Linked DNA regions of Mus musculus: regions 2 and 3 are each linked to region 1. Evidence: chromatin contacts called from public Micro-C and capture Hi-C data. All regions are on one chromosome and are shown on one strand. The core of a region is the stretch at or near the end of the contact, and the rest is flanking DNA. Distances in the headings are between cores, read along the strand shown. Region 1 holds the start of Smo (smoothened, frizzled class receptor). Region 2 holds the start of Flnc (filamin C, gamma). Region 3 holds the start of Ccdc136 (coiled-coil domain containing 136).

What was found. A called contact is a pair of places that touch in the nucleus more often than the background predicts. Capture Hi-C pulls out chosen DNA fragments and counts their contacts.
Region 2: a contact with region 1 is called in a Micro-C map of embryonic stem cells, with 2.8 times the contacts expected there. The contact joins the promoter of Flnc here to the promoter of Smo in region 1. A contact is called at or near these places in 2 of 39 promoter capture datasets (the C10 cell line and embryonic stem cells), 1 of 484 Hi-C or Micro-C datasets (embryonic stem cells) and 2 of 115 datasets of contacts at active chromatin or transcription factors (embryonic stem cells and pancreatic cancer cells).
Region 3: a capture Hi-C map of macrophages shows a contact between it and region 1, with 4 times the contacts expected there. The contact joins the promoter of Ccdc136 here to the promoter of Smo in region 1. A contact is called at or near these places in 4 of 39 promoter capture datasets (3T3-L1-derived adipocytes, embryonic stem cells and liver), 1 of 484 Hi-C or Micro-C datasets (embryonic stem cells), 2 of 115 datasets of contacts at active chromatin or transcription factors (the SCID.adh cell line and pancreatic cancer cells) and 2 of 9 other capture datasets (liver and macrophages).

Annotation. Positions count from the first base shown.
Region 1 is chr6:29,733,699-29,738,024 of GRCm38.p6, reverse strand. Smo (smoothened, frizzled class receptor) reads right to left here and starts at 2,528. Exons shown (of 12, transcript NM_176996.4): 1 at 1,672-2,528. The coding sequence starts at 2,014.
Region 2 is chr6:29,431,192-29,435,251 of GRCm38.p6, reverse strand. Flnc (filamin C, gamma) reads right to left here and starts at 2,099. Exons shown (of 48, transcript NM_001081185.2): 1 at 1,439-2,099. The coding sequence starts at 1,793.
Region 3 is chr6:29,393,995-29,397,905 of GRCm38.p6, reverse strand. Ccdc136 (coiled-coil domain containing 136) reads right to left here and starts at 1,331. Exons shown (of 18, transcript NM_001347071.1): 1 at 1,164-1,331; 2 at 320-427. The coding sequence starts at 1,221.

The sequences.
Region 1 (4,326 bases), core at 1,279-3,778:
CGTAATCTTTCTTTCATGTTCCGTTTTCATTCTGTCAGTCTTTTGCACATATATAGCTTTAAAGACTACAATTATATTCCCTCTGTATGTCCATTCTTATATCTTCTATACTGCATTTATGCAAACATATTATCATAAGTGTGCATGTGTGAAATCACACAGACCTTACATTAGAGTAATTTATGGATTTTTTTTTTCAAAGCTACTGTTGATTACATATAGCTGCTGCCTTAGATTCTGGGTTTAGCTTCTAAGGTTCTCAACCTTCCTAATGCTGCGACCCTTTAATACAGTTCGCTCCCGCTCCCCAAACCATGAAATTATTTTGATGACTGTAAGGTTGCTACTGTTATAGTTCATAATGTAAATATCTGTGTTTTCTGATGGTCTTAGACAACCCCTGTGAAAGCGTCATTCGACTCCCTCGAGAGGTCTCCACCTATAGGTTACTTTAGAACCTTATCTCCATAGAATACAGTTCTATCTTCTCGGTACCCGCCGTCCTCCAAGTTCCTGCTCCAACATCTGCATCAAGCCAAGAACCTTAGGACCCCAGGCAGCACTCAGCTACAACTGAGAACTCTAGTAGTCAAGTTGACAACACACCTCAGCCCAAGACAGTCAGCCTACGGTTCACACTACCTCCTAGTCGGAGCCTCACAACCTCAGAGGAAGAGCTAAAGCTAGGGACACTGTCAGGCTCTCTGGTTTGCTCCGGGCTCTCAATTTTATTTTCTTTTTCCATCAAGGACAGCTTTTACATCACACCGAAGTGGGGGTTCGGGGTGGGGAAGAGGGATGGGAAAATGACAAGGACTGTCCCCTCCCCAGCACCCTACAGGCTCTCAGTCCAACTGGGTGACAGGCAGAGAGATAAACCATCCTAAATAGCCTAGGAAGGACTTGTTTGATGTAGTCTGCTGTTTTCAGGCTCTGTCACAATCCTACCCCAAGGAAAGGACTTTCTGCCACTCTGGACGGTGCCCACAGGCTCTCAACACCCCAGACTTAATGTTCCTCCACAGCATACACTGGCGTGAGGCTTCACATTTCCACAGAGCCACAAACAACTGTTTAAATCGTCTCCCTCCTTCTTAACCCGAGTGGATCAGAGCTTCCATTTTTCAGATAAGGAAACTTAAACGGGTAAAAACAAGACAAAAATCATTGGTTCCCTGGGCTGATCTAAATCAAGATTACCAGGTGGTTCGTTTGGCTTTTTAGTTACTACAAGGAGGCATTTTTTTTTTCCTTCTCAGAATGTACAAGTTTTCCTCGCCCCTTCCCTCCAAATCCTTAAATGTCTTCCACCTTCATCCTCTCTTTCTTCTCTACAACTCAGATTGCCTCAAGGTCTGAACACTGCCCAGAATCCCCATGGACTGTTGCTTCACGAATACATCTCTTCTCCCTCCTTGCATCCCCCTAACCCCATCCTTACTCGGGCTCTTTGTGACCGACTGGCTTCCCTGGTCTCTTGCCCCGACCCCTTCTCCAACACGCAGAGTCTCCTTCCCGCACGCAACCTGTCCCAAAAGTTCCGGACTCGTTTCTCCAACTATTCCGGGTGCAAGCCGCGCCCGCCCAACAGTTTGAGGCCTGAGCCTTTTCTTTCCGTCAGTGGCCGGTCCCATCACCTCCGCGTCGCAATCCCGACTCCCGCGCGCTTACCGGACCAGAGCACGAGCTTGCCGTGCGCTTCCTCCTGCGAGTCCGAGTCCCCAGCCAGCAGCGTGGTGGTGGCTCCGTAGGGCAGCGCCGAGCCCAGGCACACGTTGTAGCGCAAAGGCTCGCAGTGGGCGGCCCGGCCGCAGTGGCTCAGCAGCGGCGGCGGAGGGCTGGTCACCGGCACGTCCCTCCTCGAGCTCCCGCTGGCGCTGTGAGGCCCAGGCCCGGTCACGTTCCCGCTCAAGGCCGCCCCCCGGCCCGGGCCCCCCAGCAGTACCAGCAGCAGCAACTGCAGCAGCCTCCGGGGCGCCAGCTCGGGCCCACGCACGGGGCGGCCAGCGGCCATGGCCAAACAGCCAACTCAGCAAAAGCTGAGGCGCCCCGGAGCTCCCCGGAGTCCCCTGGCCACACACACGACCCCGGGGGCCGCGGAGGCTACTTAGGCGACCGGTGCGCCCCGAAAGTCTGGGGCCAGCTTTCGCCAGGCGCCGCGCGCGTCCGGGCCCCTCGACTCCCAACTTTGCAAACTTTGGAACCCGGGCCCCATGTTGAGCAGCGCAGGCCCGGGCCAGGATGCACAGACCCCGGACTCCCTGGCCTGGAGATCGAAGCTGTCTTCAACCCTGGGAACCCTCCGGGGCCCCGATCTCCAGCCCCATTCCCTCTCCCACCATTAAAACCGACTCCCAGCCCCTCGATGGAGGCCAGGCGCCGGCCGGGGGGGGGGGGGGGGTGCGGGAGTGGGTCCCCGGCTCCGCCCCCACGCCAGCCCGCGGCCCAGCAGCCACCTCCGCGCGAGCGCGCCGCAGCCCCCTGAGCTCTCCCTGCCGACTACCGGGCTCCTTTGTTGCTCTAGCTGGCCCTGCTCTCTGGAATGCACGGGCCTCGCGGAGCCAAGCCCGGCCCCCCCATCCGCGGAGGCTGGGGGAGGGCCCGAGCGAAGAAAAGCAAGGGGAGAGTCAGACGCTGGAGAGGAGGAGCCCCAGCTTTGGCGGCCTAAATGCCCGAAGGGGCTGGGGTGGGGGTATTCGGGAACCTTCACCCTACAGAAGACCCTCGCGGGGGGGGGGGGGGGGGGGGATGCGTGCAAGTTGTGTCCCAGAGGCACTTGACTGAATCTTTAGTTGGTCCTAAGGTTGTTTGACGTGACTTTTAGGAGAGGACATTTCTCTCAGTTTAGGGTGGCAGGGGGATGCCTAAAGCAGGCAAGAGTTTTCACTCCATTCCTGCCCAATTCCCCAGCCCTACCAATCTTTTCTTGCTTTTTGTTAGTTAGATCTTTCTCAACTTTACCTAGAACCCTGGTGGAGAAGAACCGGAGTTTGGGGGTTTTGCTTCTTTAAATTCTTCCTGCTCGAGATATATATGGGGAAATAACCTCGGAGTCACTCAGAGTAGCTGCTGTTACCTGTGGGGACAGATGTCTATCCTGAGAACATGTCAACACCAAGCCTTTATCGCTCAGGTATGTCAGGGCTGGATGGACTGTGATTTCCATCAACTGTCCCTGATGCACCTTCGGGTTTGTCCGCAGGAAACTAGTCCATCTTGGATGAATACCTGTGGCCCAGCTGCCTCATGAAGTTTCTGTCGTTCCCTTCTCCACTCAGTTCTTCTTTCTTTCTCTCTTTCTTTCTTTCTTTCTTTCTTTCTTTCTTTCTTTCTTTCTTTCTTCCTTCCTTCCTTCCTTCCTTCCTTCCTTCCGTCAGTTCTTTCTTTCTTGCAGCTTCTTTAAGTCACAGCTCCCCTAAGCAAGTCTCCCTCAACGGCTAGGAGACTGGACTGAATGAACCTTGAGTAACTTTTCCTTGTTGACGGACAACTCAATAGCATAGCTTTTCATTTCTTGTTTCTGTAAGAATAGCTCACAGTCAGCCAGATATAGATCGTTTCTGTTATCTCTGTTGTTTAAGAGCAAATTGACTCCTACACTTCAGATACATGCTTAATTGGTACCCAAGTCTCCAGAACTATGTGAGGAATCTAATTCAATTTGGGGGCTCATTTTGTGTTTTAATTTTATTCTTGTTGGTGTGATAAAATATCCTGACATAGCAACTATAAGGCTAAAAGGATGTATTCTGGACTCACAATTCTAGGTCATAGTCCATCATTGTGGAAAACCTTAGACAGGGACCTTAGCTGGTTGCATCCACAATCAAGAGCAGAGAGAAATGAATACATGCATGCTTACTGGTACTCAGCACCTTCTCTGTACTTAACACAGTCCCGGATCCCCTGTCTTGGGAATGGTGCTGCCCATCACAGGCAGACCTGCCTATATCACTTAGTGTAATCAAGACAACCACCCACAGACACACCAACAGGCTGGCTTCATCTAGAGATCCTGCATGGAGATTCTCTTCCCGGAGGATTCTAGATTGTATCAAGTTGACAATTAAAACTTTCAACAGAGCCTGGCGTGGTGGTGCATGCCTTGGGAGGCAGAAGCAGGCGGACTTCTGAGTTCGAGGCCAGCCTGGTCTACAAAGTGAGTTCCAGGACAGCTAGGGCTACACAGAGAAACCCTGTCTCAAAAAAAACAAAAAACAAAAAACAAAAACAAAAACAAAAACCCTATCATCAGAAGCCTTCCTAAAATCCTAGCATGTACTCAAGTGGTGGTATCCTTGTAGAATTTGAGAGTTTTTATTTTTC
Region 2 (4,060 bases), core at 850-3,349, 300 kb after region 1:
GGGGTAGGTGGGGAGCAGCCCCCCCCCCTCCAGGGCTGGCTTATCTTCAGCCCCTCAGCTCCACACCCACCCAACACCCTCCTAATTTCTAGCTCCACCACTTACACCAGGGCCCCCTCCCCCACCCCTTGTCCTCAGGCTTGTCCTTCTGGAAAGCTCAGAGACATCTGCTGTGTCACGGAGACAGGGCTATTTCCAGGCCAGAGCAGGAGGGTGGGGTGTGTGTGTGTGTGTGTGTGTGTGTGTGTGTGTGTGTGTAGGGGGGGGGGGTTAGTACTGGGACTGGAAGAGGTAAGGCCCAGGAAGAAGCCTGAACAGGGCAAAGGGCCCCGGACTGATCTCAGCTGCTAATTCCGGAGACCTGGAGATGGCCATGAGGGAGACTAGGGAGGGGGCAGATACCTAGTTAAATATTGAAGTCTCTGGGGGCAGCTTGTAGTGGTGGGCATCACCTGGTTCCATATACAGTTCCCTTCCAGGGTCTGGGGTGCATCCTCCCAGGGGGGTCCTTCTAGTACATCCCAGAAGGGCTCTAAGAGTTCACCCAAGACGCAAACTGGAAACCTTGGTCCTAGCGGGATAGGGCTGTGAAAAGTAAGGTATCTTCTTGCCACTCAAAACCCACCCTGGGCTTCTGGACTCTCTAGACTCCTGCGCCTCCCTACCCCCACTCAGAACTGACACACCTTCCAAATCTGGTTACACTCAATGACTTCCTCTCTTCCTCAGCCTTCCCCTCCCTCCAGGGCAGCTTGACCCTTAGCTGTAGCCAATCCCAGGCCAGGTGGTGGGTTGGAACAGGGCATGGACAGGCAGGAGTCCCCCTCCCAGACGACCTAAACGACCAGGGCAATCAGGGGTTAAAGCTCCCAGGACGTTGCTCAGTGCCTTTTTAGGTTTCTGAGGCCGGGTTCTGTTTGCTCTAGTCCGGCCAGATCCCAGATGGGGAGCACATGCCTGCCAAGCGCATCAGCGAGCTTCAGGCCACTAGTCTCCCTGGCCTCAGGGCCCTGAGAACCCAGAGACGACTGGAACCTGTCTTAAGACTGCTTTTGCCCAGCGACGAAGGCGATGGGAAGCCATTTGCTTTCATGTGGGTGGCGGGATACGCCCCCAAGGAATTAGCACTGGGCACCAGCCCTGTCCTCGCAAGCATGTGCAAGCAAGGGTGGCCCGGTGGAAGGAAAAGAGGGGACTTTGGGCAGGTCGGTAGGAGTGTGTGTAGGGAGGCTGAAGCTAAGATGTTTGGACAACTTCGGAAGGGAACTTCTCAGGGGTGCCACCTGTCCTAGAGGGGTATCTGGGCTCCAGCCTGTACTGGCGAGGGAGAAATCAGACCAGGCAAGGGAAAGGTTTTCTGTTCCGGATCTCAGTACCCGCACCTATGTGACCTGTTCCTACCCCCGCTGTGACCGTTCCCTGTGACCCCCGCACTGACCGATGGACACGAGCTTGATGTGTTCCCGCTCCAGGAACTCCAGGGCCACAGACACATTTTCCAGCTTCATTTGGCGGAAGTTGGGGCGCGGGTGGAACTTGCGGTACATGCGCTTCTGGCTGAGCACTTCGAGCAGCGCGATGAGGCGCAGCCCGTCGCTGAGGTCTCGCTGCAGGTCGGTCAGGCGCTTGCCCACACACTTGAGATGCTCGTTGCACCACCGCGTGAATGTGTTCTGCTGGATCTTCTTCCACGGTGCGTCCTCCGCTAGGTCCTTCTCCGTGGACGGCATCTCGTCCGCCTCGTCAACCAGGCCGAGGCCGGAGGCGTCCGAATAGTTGCTGTTGTTCATCATGGTGGCGCGGCGGGGGGCCGGGGGAGTACGGCCTGGGGATCGGGCTGTGGGTGCTGTCGGGGCGGGACGCGGGGACACCGAGTTCTCGGAGACTTCGTTAGCGCTCTGGGCGGCGGGGCTCGCTGGCCTCTTGGGCTGAGCTGCTGGGCTGTCCGGCTAGGGCTCTCTCTCTCTCCCGGGGCGGAGCGGTGCTCGGGAAGTGCGGGCCGGGCCGGGGCAGTGGGTTTAAGAAGCCCCCGGGCTGCCGACCCCCCCGCCGCGCCCGCAGCCCCAGGGTCCACGTCAGAGCGCCGGCCTCCCAGGAATGCCGCCCGGCCCGCGGGTGGGGGCCGCGCTGAGCCCCACGGCCCCGCCTCCGCCCGCCCCTCCTCCACGCAGTCCTCAGCAGGAGCGGGGATGGGGTGGGGGCGCTGGCCCTGAGCTTCCCCATGCACACTGTACACCCCAACCTAGTCTTAGCCATTTAGGGATGAGGGACACTCCTTCCACACTCAGATTGGGTTAAAGAAAGTAATGGGGAAACTGAGGCAGTGGTTAGGGCTAGACAAACTGATCTGGTGTTGACAGAACTTTCTGGAGTTGGTGACAAGGCTGTTGACACAGCCTAGGAGTCCTGGCTTCTAGCCTGGTTGTATTGTCCACCTGTGAAGAACTCAGAAAGGAAATTGTGTGTGTGTGTGTGTGTGTGTGAGAGAGAGAGAGAGAGAGAGAGAGAGAGAGAGAGAGAGAGAGAGAGAGAGAACACCAGAAGGAGCAGGGACATTGACCAGGAGAGACTGAGTTCAAGGGGGCTCCATGACTTTTGCCACTTTACAAGAAAAAAATGCTTAAACCGTTATTTGGAATCCAAACCCAGGGCCACAGGGAAACCAAGGCTCCTGACCTGACTCAGTGTCCCTGGTCATTAGCCCATTTAGACTCACTGGCTCAGAATGAAGCTGAGCTCAGAACAAGGGTACCCAGTGAGTCACTTTGTGTGCGCCCCCCCCCCCCCCGTGACTCAACCAAGTTGATGAGAGGACAAAAGGGCTGCCCAGGTAGTACCAGGGAGCCCCCTGGGCAATGTGCCCACATGAGCCACAGGGCAGATCTTCCCAGGGAAAGTAGAAGTGTGCCAAATAGCAGGAAGAGCCCTGGCAGAGCAGCCAAGGGAAATGTGACTGGGGCAAGTGGGCAGGGCCAGGGGCAAAGCGGGCAGGAAGGGAGGCAGGCTAGAAGCCTAGGCAGGATTGGGTTGAGGGCAAGCCCAATAAGGTGAGAGACATGGGAAATGTTCACAACAGAGAAACTGAGGCAATCCAAGCTGCCTGCCACACACAAGGGAAGGACCTACAAATGAATTTACATCGCAAGGAGAGGTCAGATGTGTGTCCACTGCTTCCCCATCCTTCGAGACTAAGTAAGCTTAGCTTTGAAGGAAGACAGTCCTTAATTCAAGCCATGTGACCGCTGAGGCTTGGGTAAATCATTTTACCTTATTTCCCTCCTCGCAGTCATAATGAAAGGAAAGGCAATAATAAAGCATCTTTGGGAGCTCTTTCCTCAAGGGCAGACGACAGCGGTGCCCACTATGGACTTGGAAAGGAGTTGGGGGAGGCGGAGCTTATGGTGAAGCTCCCAGCAATCATTTCTTTTTCCTTCTCACCTAAGGAGAAGGCCTGGTCCTTAGGAGGGAGGGGGAGGGCAGAAAGGGCCAGGAGCAGAAAAGAGCCCTGTGGTGCATGGTGTGTGGAGCAGGGGTGTCTCTGGAGGCCCTGATAGTGACAGGAGAGGTATAAATAGCTAGTGCCCCGCAGCTCATGTTCGTTGGCTGCCTGTGACAAGGCGCTTAGGAATTCCACTCTCCTGTTGGCAGCCCCCTCCTTGTCTCCCAAACTGTCATTCTCCCAGAGCGCTACCTTCACCCCTCAGCCAAAACCCCCAGCAGGCACCAGCACTGTCTATTTGAAAGACACAGCTCTCCTGTGGAGGGATGCCTAGCTCTGGATACAGAGCTGGATCACGCAAGCAAAGTTGTGTGTGTGTGTGTGTGTGTGTGTGTGTGTGTGTGTATGAAGACAGACTTTTGACAGCCCACTTGAGTAGGCTCTGTAATATTGTCTCTGTTGAAGAAACCAAAATACAGATCTGGAAGAGATTACTCTCAGAACTACTAGAGAGAGAAGTAGGGGTTTGGGCAGAGTACTGGGAGCTGAACTGTTATAGTCAGCCCCTCATGGCTCTCAGCCACCTGGTGGGTGTTATGAGGATCTCCAGTCGGGCCAGGG
Region 3 (3,911 bases), core at 82-2,581, 340 kb after region 1:
TCTGGGTCAGCAGGCAGTGAGAAGAACAAGCCCCCTGCCGAAAGCCTGTTTCCAGGCTGGGTTGAGCAGGGCCTCTCTCTGTCTGGCAGCTTCCCGGGACACACAACCTGGTTAGCTGGGTGATTGGCGCCCCAAAGGGATGTGCCCAAACTTCCCACAATGCCTGAGCCCAGGGGAGGCTTGGAGCTCAGCCACCAGGGAGGAGGGGCCTGAGATGAAGTGAGGGGAGGGCCCTGTTCTGGCTCAGAGTTCTGGGGTCAGGGAAGGAAGAAGGGAGCTACGGAGTAGGGCGATAGAAAGCCTTTTTCAGAAAACTCACCGTCCATAGCTTGCATCCCACGGCGCTCCAGAGACCCCCAGCGTTGGCCTTTCTTCCTCTCACAACCCTCAGATACCTCATAGGAGCCTAAAGTGGTTACTGTGGGTCCTGTGAGCCGGGAGAAAGTAAGAACTGTAGGAATAGAGGGGCCTGGGGCTGAGGGGAAAGAAAGGGACGTGCATTCTTATATGGGAGCCCCGGAATTTGCAATCACACTGGAGAAGCCTGACTCACTCTGCCCAGCTCTGTGATTCTATTCCCTCAGCCACCTCTCATGCCTATGGAGGGGACCCCAGTCCGGCGCGGCCCAACCTCAGCACCCCTGTTCCCGGCTCCTCTCCCTCGCTCAGACAGAAGAGGGTGAGTGTTTGTTTAGCTTGGGGCATAAGAAGAGGGGTAGGGTGGGAACTAGGAAAGAAGGTTTTGGGAGGATCCTATATAGCAAAGCAGAGAAGGGAGGGGTGGCCGGCTCAGGAGAGGAGAGAAGGGGCTCTAAACTAGGCCGTTTCTCTTTCTCTCCCCTTCCCTCCCTCACCAAACCTCGCCCACCCCACCCTCTCCCGGTGGTCAAGAGCTTTGATGAACTAGAAGGGTGCAGGCTCTAGAGACAACTCCCCCGCCCCCCTCGTGAGCTGGAAACACAATCGGGCTGGAGAGACTAACTGGGGAGCGCTTGGGGAGTGACCGCTGGGAAGGGACAACCCAGGTCGAAAGATGGAGAGCAGTATCCGGTGGAGGCCAGGGTGAAGGGAGCCGACTCAGTACCAGGAGCACCTGGGGGTCAGAAGGAAGGAGAGCCGTAGGGGGAAGGAGCATAGGGAGCTGAGAGAGAGGCCGCTCTGACCTGGGCCAGGGCAGCTCCAGCCCGCGGCTCCCGCGCCGGCCCCGCCGCCTGCCTCCATGGCTGCTCCCGCCGCCGCCGCCGCCTCCCGAGCAGAAGCCGCAGCCTCCGGGCCGGGGACCGGGAGCCCGGTGCGCAGGGAGGAGAGAGGGCGGGCCGAGAGGGCGGGGCCTGGCCTGGCCACCTGACGCGAGTGCCCGCCTGTGGCCGCCCGGAAACCCTCCCCCAGTCCCCGGCTCCAGACCCAGTGAGGACCAGCAAAAGAGGTTCAAAACACGTCACTAAAGTGCCCCAGGCTCGTCCGAGGCAGCTTCAGGTCTGCTGCGCCTGAAAAGCGGACGTGAGCTACCGGGTCTTGAGGATGCGCCCAAGGAGTGCTAGCATGGCTTGGTTCTGGCTGCAGAACCCACCCTGGGTCCGCCACGCCTAGGGACCTCAGGGGCTAGTCTTGACGGATGATAGAACCGGGGGGGGGGTGGGGGTGGGGGGGGATGGACTGTTTCCTGCAGATGCGCAAACACACGCGCACTTCCTTGGTTCCCACACAGAGCCAGCGTCCCCATCCCCGCAGTCCACAGAACCCATCCCTCCGGGTAGCCTCAAGCGCCCCAGAGCTACTGCAGGGCTGGCGGATAGTTGAGACCTGCATGTGCCAAGTGCTAGGTGGTGGTACATCACTGCTTTCCCCGAAATCCCACCCAGCCAGAGCTCTCCTCCCAGTGTACCAAGTCCCTCTTTCTTCCCAGCCCTTTGAGCCACGCCCTCTGTGACCTGTGCAGTGTGGGCATCATTGATGTTCCCTGTAACAAGAAATGTGGGAAACCACGAAGCTTTTTTTCAACTTTTCATCTATTTATTCAAGAGATGAACTTGGTCTTGAGGCAGATTTGACATCTCAGCAGGTCTCATTTAGGTCAGAAGTGGATACTCAGGAATCTGCTCCCCGAGTTATAATCGTGGAGAGATTTCTAAGCTTGGTACCTCACACCAGTTCTTTCTCATGTATTCTCACTCCTAAAGTTTGGGCATGGCTTGGCTGGGTTCAACTCCCCAGGCTACTGGGCTCTCAAGCCCTCCATGTTCCTCAGGAATGAAGCAATTCCCTGCACATCTCAGGCTTATCAGTAATTTCAGCATTGTGTTGAGAGTTACTCTCCAGACACCCCATCCCTTCCTTTTTTTAGACTCTCCTGCTGTGCTCTTCTGACCCTCTGGGCAGCATCAGAGTATTGCCTGCTGTTAAGGTTGGGAAGTATCCTAGTTATCTTTGTATCTTCAGTATCAAAGTACCTGACTCATGGAGTAAATGAGTAACATGGAGCTTCCGACTAAGTTAACAACGCCTTCATCATTTATCCCAGATTTTTAACTCATGAATTTAAACTCACGTTCCCTATTAACAATGATGTCTGCCAGGCAGTGATGGCTCACACCTTTAATCCCAGCACCTGGGAGTCAGAGGCAGGCGGATCTATATGATTTAGAAGCCAGCCTGGTCTACCGAGTTAGTTCCAGGACAGCCAAGGCTACACAGAGAAACCCTGTCTCAAAAACCAAAAACCAACAAAACAAAAAAGTCCAGAAGTCAGTAGTAATTCCTCCCCCCGACCCCCAGCCTGATAATCAGAAAAATGAAGAATTATTTGTTTTCACCTTCTCCCCAGAGGTCAAGCTCCCACTTTAGACCCATGGCTACAGTGATCCAGCCACAGAGAAGAGCTTCCGGGCAAGCTTACTATTTTGCAGATCATCAAGCCAGACTTGGGTAGCAAGGTACAATATTTAGAGATGATGAAATGAGCTCTCATGGGGGGAGCTAAAGGGAAGTGTTCTGGAAGCTCAGTGGTTCTGCCCAGCGCAGCAGCCTCCAGTTCTGTCTCAGCAGCAGGTCAGGCTAGCAGTTGGCAGTGGGTGAACAGAAAGACAGTCGCCATGGTCAGTTGTGACATTCAGGAGTCAGAGCTCTCTCTAGGAGAGCCTGGATCTTGAGCATTAGGACTAAGCTGGTTCCTGGGTGCAGGTGATCCATCACTCACCATTGATCTCAGGGAATGCTCAAGGGAGACTAGAACCAGTCTATTAGTGGGAGGCAAACCCTATTCAGATCAGCATGGGGTTGAGATGAGGGTGAAGTTAGGGAGCAGAAGGGAAGAAAGAGCTTAGCAGCTATGGGGGGCAGGGCTGTCAGGGATGTGTCTGAAGGGCAGGCATGGCAGGTGTGTCCCCCAGGTGATCAGCTGAGAGGGATGATCTGGGTTAATCCTCCTGTAACCCCAGGGTTTAAGACTCAGCCTTACCCCCAATCCCATCCCAGGAGATCATCCCCTCTGAGGACTGATGCAGCCATTTATCCCCCTTTACCCTTATTTCTAGACGCTCAGAGTAACCATTAAAGCATTTTTAAAAGGAGCATTTGCAACATACAGAAAAGTAAAGTCCAAAGACTAGTGTAACACTCCTGTGCACACCAGACTGCTCAGATCTTTTTCTTCTTGCAATGCTGGGGATTGAACCTCAGACCTTTTGCCTAGTAGACAACTGCTCTGCTGCCTTGCTACATCCCCAGCCATGTTTATATCTTACTTTGAAACAAATTTTACATTTGCACTAATTCTTTGAGAATTTTATGAAGGCATTTGAGTCCCCACTCCTCCCACACCCACCCTCTTCACCATCACCTCACTCCCCTACCCCCAGCTTTGAGTTGTCTTCTTGTATTTCTTTTCTTTTCTTTTTAAATGGAGTCCAGTT